Linked DNA regions of Sus scrofa: region 2 is linked to region 1. The links are chromatin contacts, called in public Hi-C maps. All regions are on one chromosome and are shown on one strand. The core of a region is the stretch at or near the end of the contact, and the rest is flanking DNA. Distances in the headings are between cores, read along the strand shown. Region 1 has its middle 65 kb from the start of CCDC167. Region 2 overlaps MDGA1 (MAM domain-containing glycosylphosphatidylinositol anchor protein 1).

Region 1 (7,274 bases), core at 2,288-4,787:
GCCTGTGGGGTGGGAATGGGGGCTGGCAGTAGCAGGTGGACCCTTTTAGGTCAACATAACCTGGTCCCCAGAGAATGAGGGAAAGTCCTCCCCTTCCATCCCAGCAGGAATTTAATTAGGAGAACTAATTAGTGGACCCAGAGTGGGAGAGGGAGGCACTGGCCCCTGCGTGTGTGCATGGTCGTGTGTGCAGAGGATAATTTCAGGCTTGTCTTCTGCGGGGAATGAAGCCCACTGGGAACAAAGCTGCTGTGGTCGGACAAGAGCCAGGGTACCTGAGCAGGGCTGGCTCCATCCCCCTCCACCAGGGACAGCTGCCCGGGAGCGTGGGCATGCATGCAAACACCAACACACACTCACATACACCTCACACACTTACCCATTCACATACTCACACATCACACACTTTTCCACACAAATTCCCATGTGCTCATTTACACACACACAGAGGAGCAGTTTTGACCTCCAAGGCGCCACGCTTTTTTTTTTTTTTTTTTTTGGATTTTAGGGCTACACCTGCAGCATATGGACGTTTCCAGGAAATCAGAGCTACTACAGTTATCAGCCTATGCCTGAGCCACGGCAGCTCGGGATCTTAGCTGCATCTGCCACCTACATTGGAGCTCACAGCAACACAGGATCCTTAACCCACTGAATGAGGTCAGGGATCAAACCCGCATCCTCATGGATCCTAGTCGATTTGTTTCCACTGAGCCACAATGGGAACTTCTCCACACTCAAATCTTAACCCTGTGGGAAGGTCCACAGCTGTGCCCCAGGGCTGGCACCCTGCAAACACCAGCCCTCTGCACTCACACCCAGGCCCTCCATGAGCTGCTCTTCCCCGTAGCTTTTCTGAAAGGAAAAGAAACTTAAAGCAGGTGCCACAGTCTCCCTTGCTTGCAGCTTTGCAGCCTCCATGTCCTGCCTGTCCCAGTGCGAGGAAGTTCCTCCTCCCAGGAAGCATCAGTTGTCTACAGAATCAAGCCAGTCCAGTTCCTGGGGACCGAGAATGTTGTCACCTGGTGGCACAGTTCAGGTCGCAGGAGGGCCTGAGCCACACTCCAGGGCCATGTTGCACAAAAAAGGGAGGGGTTTGGGGTCTGGGCTCCAAGGGGTCTAAACCACTTCTGAGCGATCTTGGATGAGTGGCTAAACCTCTCTGAGCCTCAGTCTCCTTGTCCACAAATGAGGGCAACTATGGCCATAGGGCGAGTGAGGGGTGAGTGAAATGATACACGTGACATGCTTATCACAGAGCGTGGCACGTAGTATGCGCTCGATAAATTTAACACTTCTCATCACGGTGCTCCTGGCTTCCCACTCCCTGCCCGGGGTTCACCTTGCCCTCCGGGCCTGGCTCCCTCTTGCTTCCTTTCCTTGTCTCCGAATAAGAAGACAGGTTATTAGTACAAATTTGATCAAAATGACACATGGATTAGCATGTACGCTGCAAAGTCTAATTCTGTTTACTGTTCTAGGGGAGCATGCAATTATTACAGGAGCTGGGACAGAGTGTTTTTAATAACATTTCTTGTTAAGATTTAATTACAGGAAATTGTATTTTCTTAATCACTGAAAACTCAACTGGCTAGGAAAAGAATTGTGATAATTTTGTTTGCAGTTTATTAAATCCTTAGGATATTCTTTCTCTTACATTTGCTTTTATTATGTGCTGCTGCTAAGTACTTTTTAACCCTTGGAGCTGTGAGGAGGGAGGCCTCCCCCGTGCCTCTGGGCCCCAGGCGCTCCACACCTGACAAACTTGCGTGCCAATGACCCCATCAACTAAAGCAACTCGGGAAGCTGAGGTGTTCGGTTCCCTGCTGGGTAAAAGAACAGGGATGCTCCTGTGTGCAGGTGGTGGGCTGAGAAGCTGTTTCCAGACAATCTGGCTCTGCACCAGCCTCCCCTGGAAACCCGGCCCAGGGTATCTCCCTGTCAGGAACACTGAACAAGATGGCAAAAGTAACAGCATCACCCATTCTTCACTCACAGGGTGTTCCTGACCATCTCAGGAGGTCCAGAGCCTGGAGAAGTGCCTTGAGGGTAAGCCGGCTGCTGGAAAACTTTGAGGGATGTTTCAGTGCTGTAACTGGCCTTGCGTGAGCTTCCTTGCCAGACTTGAGCTAGGAACTGAAGATATAGAAATGGATGTGACAGAGCCCTGCATGGATGTCCACAGGGCCCTCCCACTTCCCTTTCTGCAGTTTCTGGGTGTGCGTGAGAGGGCACAGGGAGGCCAGGGTCGCAGGAGAGAGGTTTACACTGAGAATGTGTGAAAACCAGAGGCACAAAGGAGCCACAGTCTATACCAGTTCCTCTAGGAAACCAGGCTTGGGGAAAACATGCAGTATTACCAGCAACATAAGGAGTGATGCTTATAAAACCAATGTGAGACGTTGGCCCCTCAGGGATTTGTGCTGCCGTGGTTAAGTAAGAATTCGCCAGCTAAAGGATTTTCCAGCATCTCTAACTGAAAAATCTTGTGATCCCAGAAGTGTGTGTGCACGCATGTGCACGTGTGTGTGAGTGTGTGTGTTGGTGGGGATCCTGTGCACCTGCACCATAGTTCCATCTCCACCTGACCCCATGACTTGCCAAGACTGGATCATCTCCACTAAGCCTTTCTTTCCTCCAGGCAGCTCCACCCTTTCTGTAGCAAGTGCACCTGTGTCTAGCCTAGGGCTCTCCTGCTGCAAATCAGACCCATGTCCCCTTGATCTTTTGGGAGGTAGGAGAGAGGGACATTGAGACAATGAATGGAATTCCCAACAGAACAGCCTCATCTGCTGCATCTCCCCTTCTTTCCGCTCCCCTCTAAACTCTGAGCCCCCAGCTCTCTTAACCAGCCCCCAGTGGCCTCTCTGTTTTCCCCACATCCCTTTGTTCTCTGGGGCTGGAGAAAGCAGGTCTGACAAGGTTAACCCCTGATGGTGGAATGTACGACATCAAAGAGGCGGCAAGAGAGGTGATGGATAATAGATGGCTGGAAGCATGAATGATACATATGCAGATAAATGATGGATAATGGGGTCTGCATGATGTATAGGCGGATGCCGAGTAATAGAAGTGTAGATACACATAGATTGATAGAGACAGTTTCAGAGACAAAATACAAGGGGGCAGCCAGGGAACCTTTCCAGGATCTGTGGTAGATGCCTTGACCCTAGAAAGCCAGGGAAATAAGAGGCAGGACCAGTACCTAGTGAGACAAGGCAGAGAGATATACATAGAGAAGGGCTTCCTGAACAGAGGGGACTAGAGAAAAGACATCCAGCAAGGGATGGACACCTTACATCCACAGATGCTGCTGCTGCGCAGGTATCCGTGGGAGGTCACAGGATACAGGGGGTGAGCTGGAGGAGCTTGGCCGCACAGACGGGTGATGGATGGCCAAGAGATGAGGAACAGATGGGAGGGCCCAAAGATCAGGACGCTCGCCACTTCTCCCCTTGGCCTCCCTCTGCGCCCGGCTGGGCTCTCAGGGGAGCCTGGGTGCGGGCTCCACGGTGAGGTGCTGCTCCGCTAGTGGCCGCGCGGGGGCGCCCACGGCCGGGGTACTCGCGTGGAGGGGCAGGGAGGGGCTGCGGGCGGCTGTGGATCCGCGCTCCCCGCATTCATTTCCAGGCCGGCTGGGCCCACGTGACCCCCTCCCCGCCTCCCTGACTTCATACATAATGTCCCTGGTTGAAAACCCCTCCTGAAGGAAGGGCGAGAGAAAGGCTGCTTGCTGGGCTGCTTGCCCAGAATCGGAGCAAGTCTTTGAAGCCCGCCTGCCTCCCAGGGCTGCCGGAATCGGGTTTGCTCCTTTACCCTGTCACTCCCTCTGCTTGTCCCTCTTGGCCTGTTTTAAACCCTTTCCCTCCCGCCTCCCCTCAACACTCAGAGTCTTCCCTACCCCAGCTCCTCTGGAGCCAGCTGGTACAGAGAGGAGAGACAGTGAGGGAAGCTATTGTTCTGGAAAAGGCAAGGCCAGCTCCTGAGAGAATGGGGGCCTGGAGGGTGGGCTGGAGCAGATAAGAGCCTCTATCTGCTGAAGCTGGGGTGGGGGGGGTCTGTCACAGCCAGAAGCCAGCTCAGCAGCCACTCCCTCCTCCCCCCAGACACACAGATGGGGAATAGATGCATCCAGGATGGACAGCTGTGGACAGCCCTCCCTCAGGTCTGTCTGCAGCCTGGTTGGTCCAAAACTGTAGAAGAAGAGATAGGAAGAGCCTAGCTCCCAGCGGAGCCGCCCCCCCCCCCCCCAATAGCAGTGCCCTCAGGGATGGTTGGGGCCTGGAGGTGGAGCTGCCCCTGCTGAACAAAAGACTCCTTGCCTAAACCCCTGCTTTCACGGTGTCCACTGGAAGCAGGAAGTGTGGCCTGGAGCCCTCCAGAGGAGGGACGGGCTACACAGTTCTTTTCAGCGACTGCTTGTTACCCTACCCCAGGGCCGCTGGGAACAGAGAACCATGGAGAACCTTTTGCAGAGAGGCCAACCAGGCAGGCACAGAGAGGTTAAAGGACTGGCTCAGTGCACTACCGCCTGGGAGCGGCAGGGTGGTGGCCACCATCAAACCCAGAGAATTCTCAGTCCTGAAAAGTTACGGAAAGCATCAAAGTAGGAAGAAGGCAAAGAAAGGGACCAACATGTAGGATATTTTTCATGTACTGGTTCCCCCACCTCCAAACAACGGTCAGGTCCTCACCTTGCTTCACATATTGACCCACCCAGCCCCAGGTCATTGCCATTGAGATTTTTTAAAAATCTGGTTACTTTTCTGCTCCTTGAGGGGACACCAGTCTGTAACAAGCAGTGGGGGGGGTTGTCCTGGACTGGCCAGAGTTAGAGCGAGAGAAAGGGCTTCCCAGAGAAAAGGCAGAGGATGGAGGGTGGCGGGGTGGAGACAGCTCAGCAGGAGCAGAAAGAGATTTCAGGATAAAGAAGCAGGGCTCAGATCCAGAGGTCTTATTTAAGAAGCTCAAGGTAGGGAAACCCTGTAGGGTTTTGAGCAAAGGAAGTGACAAGTAACAAGATTTGTAATGTGGAGGGTGGGTTGGCGGCGGTTGAGTCTAGACATAGACTGATCGGCCCATTAGGAGGCCACTGCAGTGGTCCAGGGGGAATGATGGGGAGTCTCATCAGGATTGGGTTGGGGAGAAGAGAGAGTCAAAAAATATTTTGGAGGAGTTTCTGTCATGGCTTAGCAGGTTAAGAACCCAACTAGTATCCATGAGGATGTGGGCTGGATCTCTGGCCTCAATCCATCAGTTAAGGATCTGGGGTTGCTGTGAGCTGTGGTGCAGGTCACATAAGTGGCTCGGATCCCATGTCGCTGTGGCTGTGGCCAGCAGCTGCACCTCTGTCCAACTTGACCCCTAGCTTGGGAACTTCTATATGCTGCAAGTGGAGACATAAAAAGAAAAAAAAAAAAACAATATTTTGGAGGTCAGAGCATCAGAATCTAAGAGGATGGAGACAGAGTGAACGAGGTTGAAGTCAGGGCTGCTTCCTGGGTGTCTGGCCTGGGTGGGGGTGGACAGTCTGACGGCCCTCTGAAAAGTCAGGCCCAGGGAAGAGCAGACTCAGGAAGCTCCCCAGTTTGGAGCGTGTTGAGTTGGAGGTCTCTTAGGGCGCCTAGACCCACTCTCCAGGGATGGTTAGATTTTCTGAGCCCCATGGACACAGGCTGGACCAGCAATGTTTGTGATGGTTGACATCCCAAGGGGAAATAGAGGTGATTGCCCAGGAGAGAGAGAAGAGCAAGGGCCAAGGTCAGAAGGAGCCTAGAAGGACTCTCGGAGAGAGAAGGAAGTCGCTAGAATGCTGGGTGAGGGAGGGAGGGAGGGAGGGAGTGGTGCCAGGTCAGGTGCAGCAGAAAGACCTGGTGAGGAAAACAGACAGTGCCCCGTGGACTTGGCACTGGGCATTTTATTCATCATCAGGGACTAGCTAGAAACGGAGGGAACTGCCAACCTGAGCGATTCAGAGAGCGTTTAATGAAGATGTGGACAAGGGGCAAGGTGGAGGGGAGTCTGGGGTTGTGAGGGGGAGGGAGGCGGTGAAGCTCCAGGGCTGCTGACAGGCCAGCCAGGCCTGAGGAGGGCTGAAGGGGGCGCCGCTGGACAGGAGCTGCGGTCTGGTGTGGAGGGACGTGGCCAGCCTGCAGCTCACAGGAAGCAGGTCAGGAAGTTAAAGACCAGCCTCATTCTCCTCCCCTCCTCCATCTCCCATGTGCCTCCCCAGTGGAGGGGCCCAGCCCAGAGCTAGAGGGCATGGAGCTTGGGCCAGGCAGCCCACAGAGGCCAGCGCTGGAGCCCACCCACTACCTACCAGGCTGAGGGAGCAAGCAGATAAGAACTCTGACCTGTGTCAGCAGTAACACAGGGCACACTGGACTCAGGCCCCTCTTGCTTCTTTCCTTCAGCTCTGCTGCTGCTGCTTCCCTTTTTTTTAAGGGCCACACCTGCAGCATAACCAGCCTACGAGTTATGTTGTTGCTACAGCTGCCTGCACCACAGCCACAGCAACGCCGGTTCCATGCTGAGTCTGTGACCTACACCACAGCTTATAGCAATGCTGGATCCTTAACCCACTGAGGGGGGCCAGGGATCAAACCCACATCCTCATGGATACTAGTAGGGTTCGTAACTCAGAACAGGAATGCCCTCAGTTCTGCTTTATGCCTGACCAACCATTCCTTCTGGGCACACGTAACCCCACACCCAGCCCCTTCCTGTGTCTCTCACCCCAAAGGGAAGAGCCATCTTCCCTAGAGACGTTGTTGGTCGCCTGCCATCCCAGAGCCAGACATTCTGCCAGGGGCGGGGGCAGGACACCGGTGCTGGGCAGTAGCCGTCTAGGAGTCTCGGGGAAGGAAGTGGCAGCTTCTGGGCAAAGGAGGGACTGACTAAAGCCAGGAGTGTGATAAGGAGGCAAGCTGGGACCAAGAAACAGCCCTTTGTGTTTCTAGATGAAACAGGCGGTGAGAAGACAGCAGAGGGAAACTTTCCTTCTTTGCCTGCTGCTGGGCATGTACCAAAAAATACGGAGCTTTATACTCGCGTACGCCCATAAACACACACGCTTGCATATATATATATATGCACACAAAGCGATGGAGGCACATACACTTGCTTAAACAAACATGCTCGCTCACTTTCCGCTCATGTTCAGACATGCCTACTGAATCAGGGTAGGCAAGGTGATGCTTCATTAACTAACCACTCTCAAATCTCAGTGGCTTAAAAATGCAGAGGGCTCCTCCCTGCACACACTCCCTGTCCAT
Region 2 (6,821 bases), core at 3,895-6,394, 100 kb before region 1:
CTGCAGGAGCGGCCCTAGAAAAGACAAAAAAAAAAAAAAAAAAAGAAAAGAAAAAGAAAAAAATCCCCAGGTGATTAAGAAATCCCCAGGTGCAGCAAAACTCAGGAACCCTTCCTTAAGGCATTTTGCCTCAAATCACCAAAGGGCTGCAGGGGCTCAGCCATCATGGCACATTCCAGGCAGAAAGAAGGGAGGAACATTGAAAGGCTGAGTCATTTACCAGTTGAGTCAGCTTTTCCAGAAGCTCCTTCCCAGTGTGTCTGTGTACATCATATTGGCCATCCTTAGATGTAGATTGGCTGAGAAACAATAGCCTTTTCTATGGACACATTCTCACTCAAGAGAATATCAGGGTTCATTTAGAAAGAAGGGGAGGATGGATGTTGGGTCGGTAGCGAGCGGTCTTTCCCGCAAATCCCCACCTCAGGATCAGCTGGTGTTTCTTGAAATGAGAGGATTTAGAGGGATGTCAGCAGTTGCTCTTCTCCCAAGCTCTCCCTACCCTGCCAGCCTCGCTCAGGTGAGGGGAGGCTGTGGCTGCTCTGAGGATGCCAGGGGAGAACCTCAGAGAAGACTGAGGCCCAGAGCAGGGGAGAGGGGTCCAGCTTCCCACCTGCTGGGTCCCCTGTTGCCTCTTCCCCACCCCAACACGCTGTCCATTCCCACTGCCATGAGCTTGTTCATTTCCACTGGTTGGTACCTCTCTCCACTAACAGGTAGCTCCTCTCAGTTCCAGCCTCAGGAGAGCTCTGTGGATGCTCCTGATTTGGGGGAACAGAAACTGAGCTACTCTGCTAGGAGCCACGGGCCAGAGAGTGATTGACCTCATCTTTCTGCCTCGCAGCAGGCCCACAACCATGTAAGCCCAGGCAACCCCACCGCTGTTTGCTCAGTGTCTGGTCCTTCATTGGGAAGTTCTTCTCATTGTCTGACCTTATTTCAAGTTGCTATAACATTACCTCTTACCAGGAAGATTTAGGAGCTGAGGTCTCTGAGTTGAACTTGAATACCTCCTTGACCCTGAGACTTCCCTTAGGTGATTCTTAGGAAACTCTTCATGAAGGCACTTTCCCCGTCTCTGTGAGGGACACTGGGAGGCTACAAGTGGGGAGGGAGCTGGAGTCTGGTGGCCTCATCTCTCTGGGTTTAGTTTCGGTGTTCCAGCAAAATCAGGGGACCCTTGAGGAGGCAGTTTATCTCCAGCAAAATACACAAGCCCACAAGGCAAGCTGAAGGTCTGTGCTGTCAGACTTGGCTTTACTCTCCTCTCTGGAATAAAGCCACATGCTAGACACAGAGAAGGCCAGGAGAATAGAGGTTGAGGCTGTGGCAAGAAGTAAGCTTAGTTGCTGACCATTGGCCTTAAGTGGCCCAGAGGCAGATCTTTGAGATTCCGGGCAGGAAGAGACTGAGACCAGAGAAAGTAAGTGGCTTGTCAAGGTCACACAGCAATTAAGTGCCAAGGCTGAAGTTAAGAGTCATGTTAAGGGACATTCCAGATGGAGCCTTCTCATTCTCCTCTATGACCCGGTAGGCTCAGGAGAAGCCAGGCCTGTCTGCATGGCATTTATAAGCTCATTTCATGCCCACATCTCTATAATGCTCCCCTCCTCCCCGTGAACTCTATTTCTTATTCCCATTGCGTTGGGACTGCAGGATCTGAGGTTCACTCTGGATCCAGGACTCGTGGTTAGATGTCAGAATCCTTCCGTGCAATGTCAGGGAGGCCCTGGGAGGCCTCCCTGTGGGTGAGGAGGCAGCCAGCTTGGCAGTACGAAGGAGAGCTTGCGACCAGTCTCCTCCAAGTCCTACATCTCTGTCACATGGATTAAGTTCCAGCTTAAAGTTATTATTCAGGTGAGCTGACAGAAACATGGGCACGGTTTCCAGAAGTTGGCTCTGGGACTATCTACCATCCCTCAAGGCATTTTCCTGGGGTTGGTTGATCAGATGAATTGGATCTTGAGGTGCTGGGATTCAGGCAAGGAGGTTGCCAAGGAAGTGAAGGGTGGAGGTAAGGGATCATGGTAAGATATTCGAGCGTGTGTGTGTGTGTGTGTGTGTGTGTAAGGTTGTTAGACAATATGAGGGCCCTGGGCTGTGGCCAAGTAAGATTTTTAATGATGGACACCTTGATGATCAAAATTGGCTTGGACTCACAATCTTGGCTTGAGTTTCCCAGAAGCAGATCCTGAGATAAGGAGCCAAGGGTGGGCAGTTTATTTGGAACGTGAATCCAGGAAGCTCTGGGAGGGGAATAGGGTGAAGAGACAGGGAAGCGAAAGAACCAATAGAAGGTTCCTTTTTAAGCCAGTCACCACCATGTTCCCTGGGGACCTCTGGGACATTGTAAAGCACACTTCAGAGTTACCCCACCATGGGGATGTGGGGGTTGGGGCATGTATACACTATGTCTCATCTGTCACTGGTTGAGGGCTGCCCCAGGGGGTGTTAATTTCCTGGTACTCAGCCCTCCACACACACAGGCAGCACACACAGGAGCACACACAGGCAGCGCGAGCTCTAGGGGCCAGAGCCAGCTTCAGGCAGAGAGAGGAAGGTGCTGGCAGGTATGCCCTGAAGTGGTTGGGGGGTAGGGAGGGAGTAGGGGGCACCGCCAGCCTGTACTACCTCCTGCCTGAGCCATCGGTCTTGCTTTTTCAGATCCAGCCTGCTCTGCTGGACTCTTTGTTCTTAGGTCTTGTCTTCTGAAATGCGTGTATGAATCAGCCCTGATTCCAGGCTGAAAACTCTCCCCTGCAGCCACCAGCCCTGTGAGCTGCTCATTTGCCTCCTTGGATTCTGGGATTGGAGCCCCAGCACATCCATTTCCCCAAGATCCTCTCCTGAGAGGATCCAGGGAGGCCTCACAGCTGGGAAGGGCAGGGTTGGGGGTCACTGAGGACAACTCCGAGTCTCCAGGTCCTTTGGACATTGCATGAGAGGCACGAACGTTAGCTCCCTACCTGCTGAATTCAAAACTAAGAAAGAGATGGGGACAAGCTCTGAGAGCAGAAGATCGCCCCTTCTCTCTGCAGGCAGGATTCTCTGCAGGTAACGAGGTCTGTTGCATTCTGTCCCTTCCTTCTCCTGTGGGCCATGATCAGGCCAGCCTGCCTCCCTGAAGATCCCTGTGCCTTCTGGGTCAGGATCAGAACAGCACCTCCCTCCTGTTGTGAATTTCTGTCTTTTCACTACCAACTGGGACCTGAGATTAATTAATTAAGTAAATATTTACTGAGCACCTCCTATGCTCCTGACACTGTTCTAGTTCCTAAGGAGTCAGCCTAGAGCAAGACAAAGAGATGGTCTAGAATCACAGGCTTGTGGAATCAGAGCCTGGAGGGATCTTAGGGCAAAACAAATCATTTGACAGAAGAGAAATCTGAGGTAGAAAGAGGCCACACAGCAAAGAAGGAGCCCAGCTTGGAATCCTGGAAGGTCAGAGGTAACAGGCCTGGGGGTCCCCTGGCCCCTGGCTGCTCAGTTTAAGAGGCAGAAACCAGTGGTCAGATGGGAGTTCCCTTGAGGCACAGTGGGTTGAAGATCCAGCATCGTCACTGCAGTGGCTTAGGTCGCTGCTGTGACATGGGTTTGGTCCCTGGCCTGGGAACTTCCATATGCTGTGGGCACAACCAAGGACCACACCAACCTCTACCTGCCAGTGAACACACCTTCTCTCTCACATCTATCTTCCAAGTCAGATCTGGGCTTTAGGTTACTGAAGGGAGTGTGTGTGTGTGTGTGGTGTTTATGCACACGTGCATACATGTGGCTTCACGTGCCAAGGCCAGCAGGCAGGAGACATGAGAGGCTTTCTCTAGATCAAACCACCCCACCTTCTGGGGCATTCAAGAGGCTGCAGCGAGTTCTCCCCGTCCCTCCTGCTTCTCCCCGGCTCCCCTGCAGCCATGGCCCCAGGCATTGCCCACTGGTACAGCGGGAGGGCTCCACACCAAGGGATGCCCTTATGTGCCTGAAGCAGCTTGACACCGACACCGGCCTGGCTCACTCCCTCGCTTTCACAGGAGCTGAGGGAGCAGGGGGCTCTGAGGCTGCCCAGGCTGAGTGTGGGCTGCTTCCCCCCCTGGCCAGTCTCCTCCCCTCATTTCCTTGGAGCTGAGGCCAGTGAAGGCTGTAGCTCCTCCAGGCCCCCCTGCAGGATTATAGAACCAGGCTGAGGGGTGAAAGGAGTGATTGGTGGGGAGCCCTGGCTGCTGGTGGAGATCATTGTGTGTGTGTGTGTGTGTGTGTGTGTGTGTGTGCGCGTGTGCACGCACAGAACCAGTGACATGAGATAAACTGCTCTCACCAGGCTCCTCAACAGGAGCTGAATACATTGCCCAAGCCCTCCCTGCCCTGGGCACAGACGCTTCATCAGTACTTTTCGTGCACTCATAGATACACGTGGGCGTGTGTGTGCTGAAGGTGTGGGTGCGTGTGACAATGCACACAGACCGTGTGTTTACGTGCAGGGAGTCATGTGTGTATGTGGCGGGGGACTGCAGACCTCCTTGGGGACTTCTCGGGTCCACCTTTATCCCACTGCTCCTCCGGGAAGCCCCTGGTCGTCCTTGCCTTGTTTCCCAGCTGGGGGCAGGAACGGGCATCCAGCACTTAGGACCATCACCCGAGCGCTTCTGTCCAGCCTGGGTTATAGCTGCCCCCGCCCCCTCTAGGAGACCTGAAGTGGGGGCAGGGACAGGCCGAGGCTGGCCTGAAGCTCCTGGCTAATTTTCCCGGCCTCCATCGATCCAGCAGCTTCTCCTGAGTCTATTAGCAGTCGGCGAGTGAAAATATCCCCCATCGCAAGCCCTGACCTGAGACAGGGAGGAATCCATAGCAATTTGTTCAAACAGAGGAAAGCGTTTCCCTCTGATTTGTATTCCAATTTATTCCAGGCAGGAAAGGGGTCAGGGTGGGGGGATGAGCCCTGGCACGGCCAGAGCTGGGCCCAGGCCACCCCCTCTGCCCCCCATGCCAGTCCGGGTGGCAGCTGGTGCTCCCCATGGTTCCTGGGGTGGGGGTGAGGAAGGGAGGGTGGGCCCCAGCCGGGGGACGGGAAGAGAGACCCGCCAGCCTTCCCAGCAGGCCCCGCTTGGCTGGAGAGCTCAGTTGTGGGTTTGGTTTTTACAAAATACAAAGCCGCCCGCTTGGAGCCTCTCTTCCCAGGCACTGGGGTCTGTGCCAGGCGTGCGCTCACCCGCTGTGCCCGTGCCAGGGTGGGGGCTGGGCTGGGCGCACGGACACAGTGGCCCCAGCTGGGCTGAGTGGCTGGGATGCTTCTTCTCCCGAAGTCCTGCCCAGCCAGCCTCGGAGGAACAGAGCTGCTCAGGCTCGGAGGGGCACTGGCACCTTGGAAAGGCCCCTTGCAGGGCAGAGGGGCCCTCAGAGGGATCCCTGAGCACATCTGCGGTGTTCATGCCTCACTCCAGGTCTGAGCAAATTGGAGTTCACGCTTGTCCTAACCAGGAAGTCTCTCGAGCACCTATGATAACAAGGGCCCTGGCTGACATGTATTAAGTACCAGCCACTTGCTGGGCACTGTGCTAACGCCGCCAAGCCCCCAGCTTTTGCAGGGCCCAGGCTTCTTCCTGCACCTCACTTTCCCGCATCTTCTGCATGCTTCCGTCACCTCCTGCACCCACCTCTGCTCAGTGTTTCTCAGTTTCTCCTGGGAGTCCCTTCTCTCTTCCCACTTGAGGGTGGCCCTAGTGATCGAGGGGCTCAGGATGGGTGCCTCTGCAGCCCCCCTTTTCCAGAGGGACTTCACAAACAGGCTAGCTGCCTTTCTTCTGGGTCACTCCTCTCTGCCCCACCTCGCCTTCCCCGCCCCGCCAAGGGCCCCAGCCTCTGCAGAAGTGGCTCCATGGCAACCAGAGAGGAGGATTCTGGGAAGGGTCAGCCAAGTGGTCCTGCAGCTCCCCCACCCCAGGCCCCTGCCCTCCACCATTTCCATTCCCTCCTGCCTCAGCGCCCCCAGGGAGCAGAGTAACTGGAGAAGTTCTTCACACTGAGGTGTCAATGACTAGCAGCTCTGAGGTCAGCTGTCGCACATGACTGCCAGGCTCCATGACACCGCCAAGGTCTAATTTCAGAAGCAAGCAACTAAATATATCAGAGTCCATGAATAGTCATCTTTCTCACTCAGGCGGGAGTGTAGGGAGGCAGCGTGGCCTGAAGGCTCGGATCAGAGGCTTCTGAAATAGATCAGGGTTCGAGTCCTGCCTCAGCTGCTCTTTGGTTGTGTAATCTGGGCAGGTTGTACTCTGTGCCTGAGTTTCCCCAGGCACAAGATGGTGATAATAATAGCACCTTCCTTGGAGTTCCCATGGTGGCTCAGCGGTAACGAACCTGACTAGTATCCATGAGGATGCTGATTCCATCAACACCAGATCCTTAGTGAGGCGCAGGAAGAAGCCTGGGCCCTGCAAAAGCGGGGGGCTTGGTGGCGTTAGCACACTGCCTAGCGAGTAGCTGGTACTTAATACATGTCAGCCAGGGCCCTTGTTATCATAGGTGCTCAAGAGAGACTTCCTGCTTAGGACAAGCGTGAGCTCCAACTTGCTCAGGAGGTTAAGGATCTAGCGTTGCTGTGAGCTGTGATATAGGTCGCAGATGAGGCTCAGATCCCGCATTGCTGTGGCTGTGGTGTAGGCCGGCAGCTGCAGCTCCAATTTGACCCCTAGCCTGGTAACTTCCATATGCTACAGGTATGGCCCTAAAAAGAAAAAAAAAAAACCAGCGCCTTCCTCAGGGGGCTGTGGCAAGGCACCACTCAGTGGGTTAAGGATCTGATGTTGCCCTGAGCGTCAGTGTAC

Evidence for each region. A called contact is a pair of places that touch in the nucleus more often than the background predicts.
Region 2: a contact with region 1 is called in a Hi-C map of fetal heart ventricle, with 2.5 times the contacts expected there. The contact joins two enhancer-like sites. A contact is called at or near these places in 2 of 5 promoter capture datasets (fetal liver and liver) and 9 of 47 Hi-C or Micro-C datasets (embryonic fibroblasts, epiblast stem cells, fetal heart ventricle and 3 more).

What each region holds. Positions count from the first base shown.
Region 1 is chr7:33,147,079-33,154,352 of Sscrofa11.1, reverse strand. It overlaps LOC102165560. Among named protein-coding and RNA genes, the nearest start is that of CCDC167, 65 kb to the right of the region's middle. Within about 2 kb of position 3,537, at least 17 of the 83 cell types and tissues checked have an H3K27ac peak or open chromatin away from gene starts, as enhancers often do.
Region 2 is chr7:33,251,199-33,258,019 of Sscrofa11.1, reverse strand. The region is part of intron 1 of MDGA1 (MAM domain-containing glycosylphosphatidylinositol anchor protein 1); the gene reads left to right. Among named protein-coding and RNA genes, the nearest start is that of MDGA1, 15 kb to the left of the region's middle. Within about 2 kb of position 5,144, at least 20 of the 83 cell types and tissues checked have an H3K27ac peak or open chromatin away from gene starts, as enhancers often do.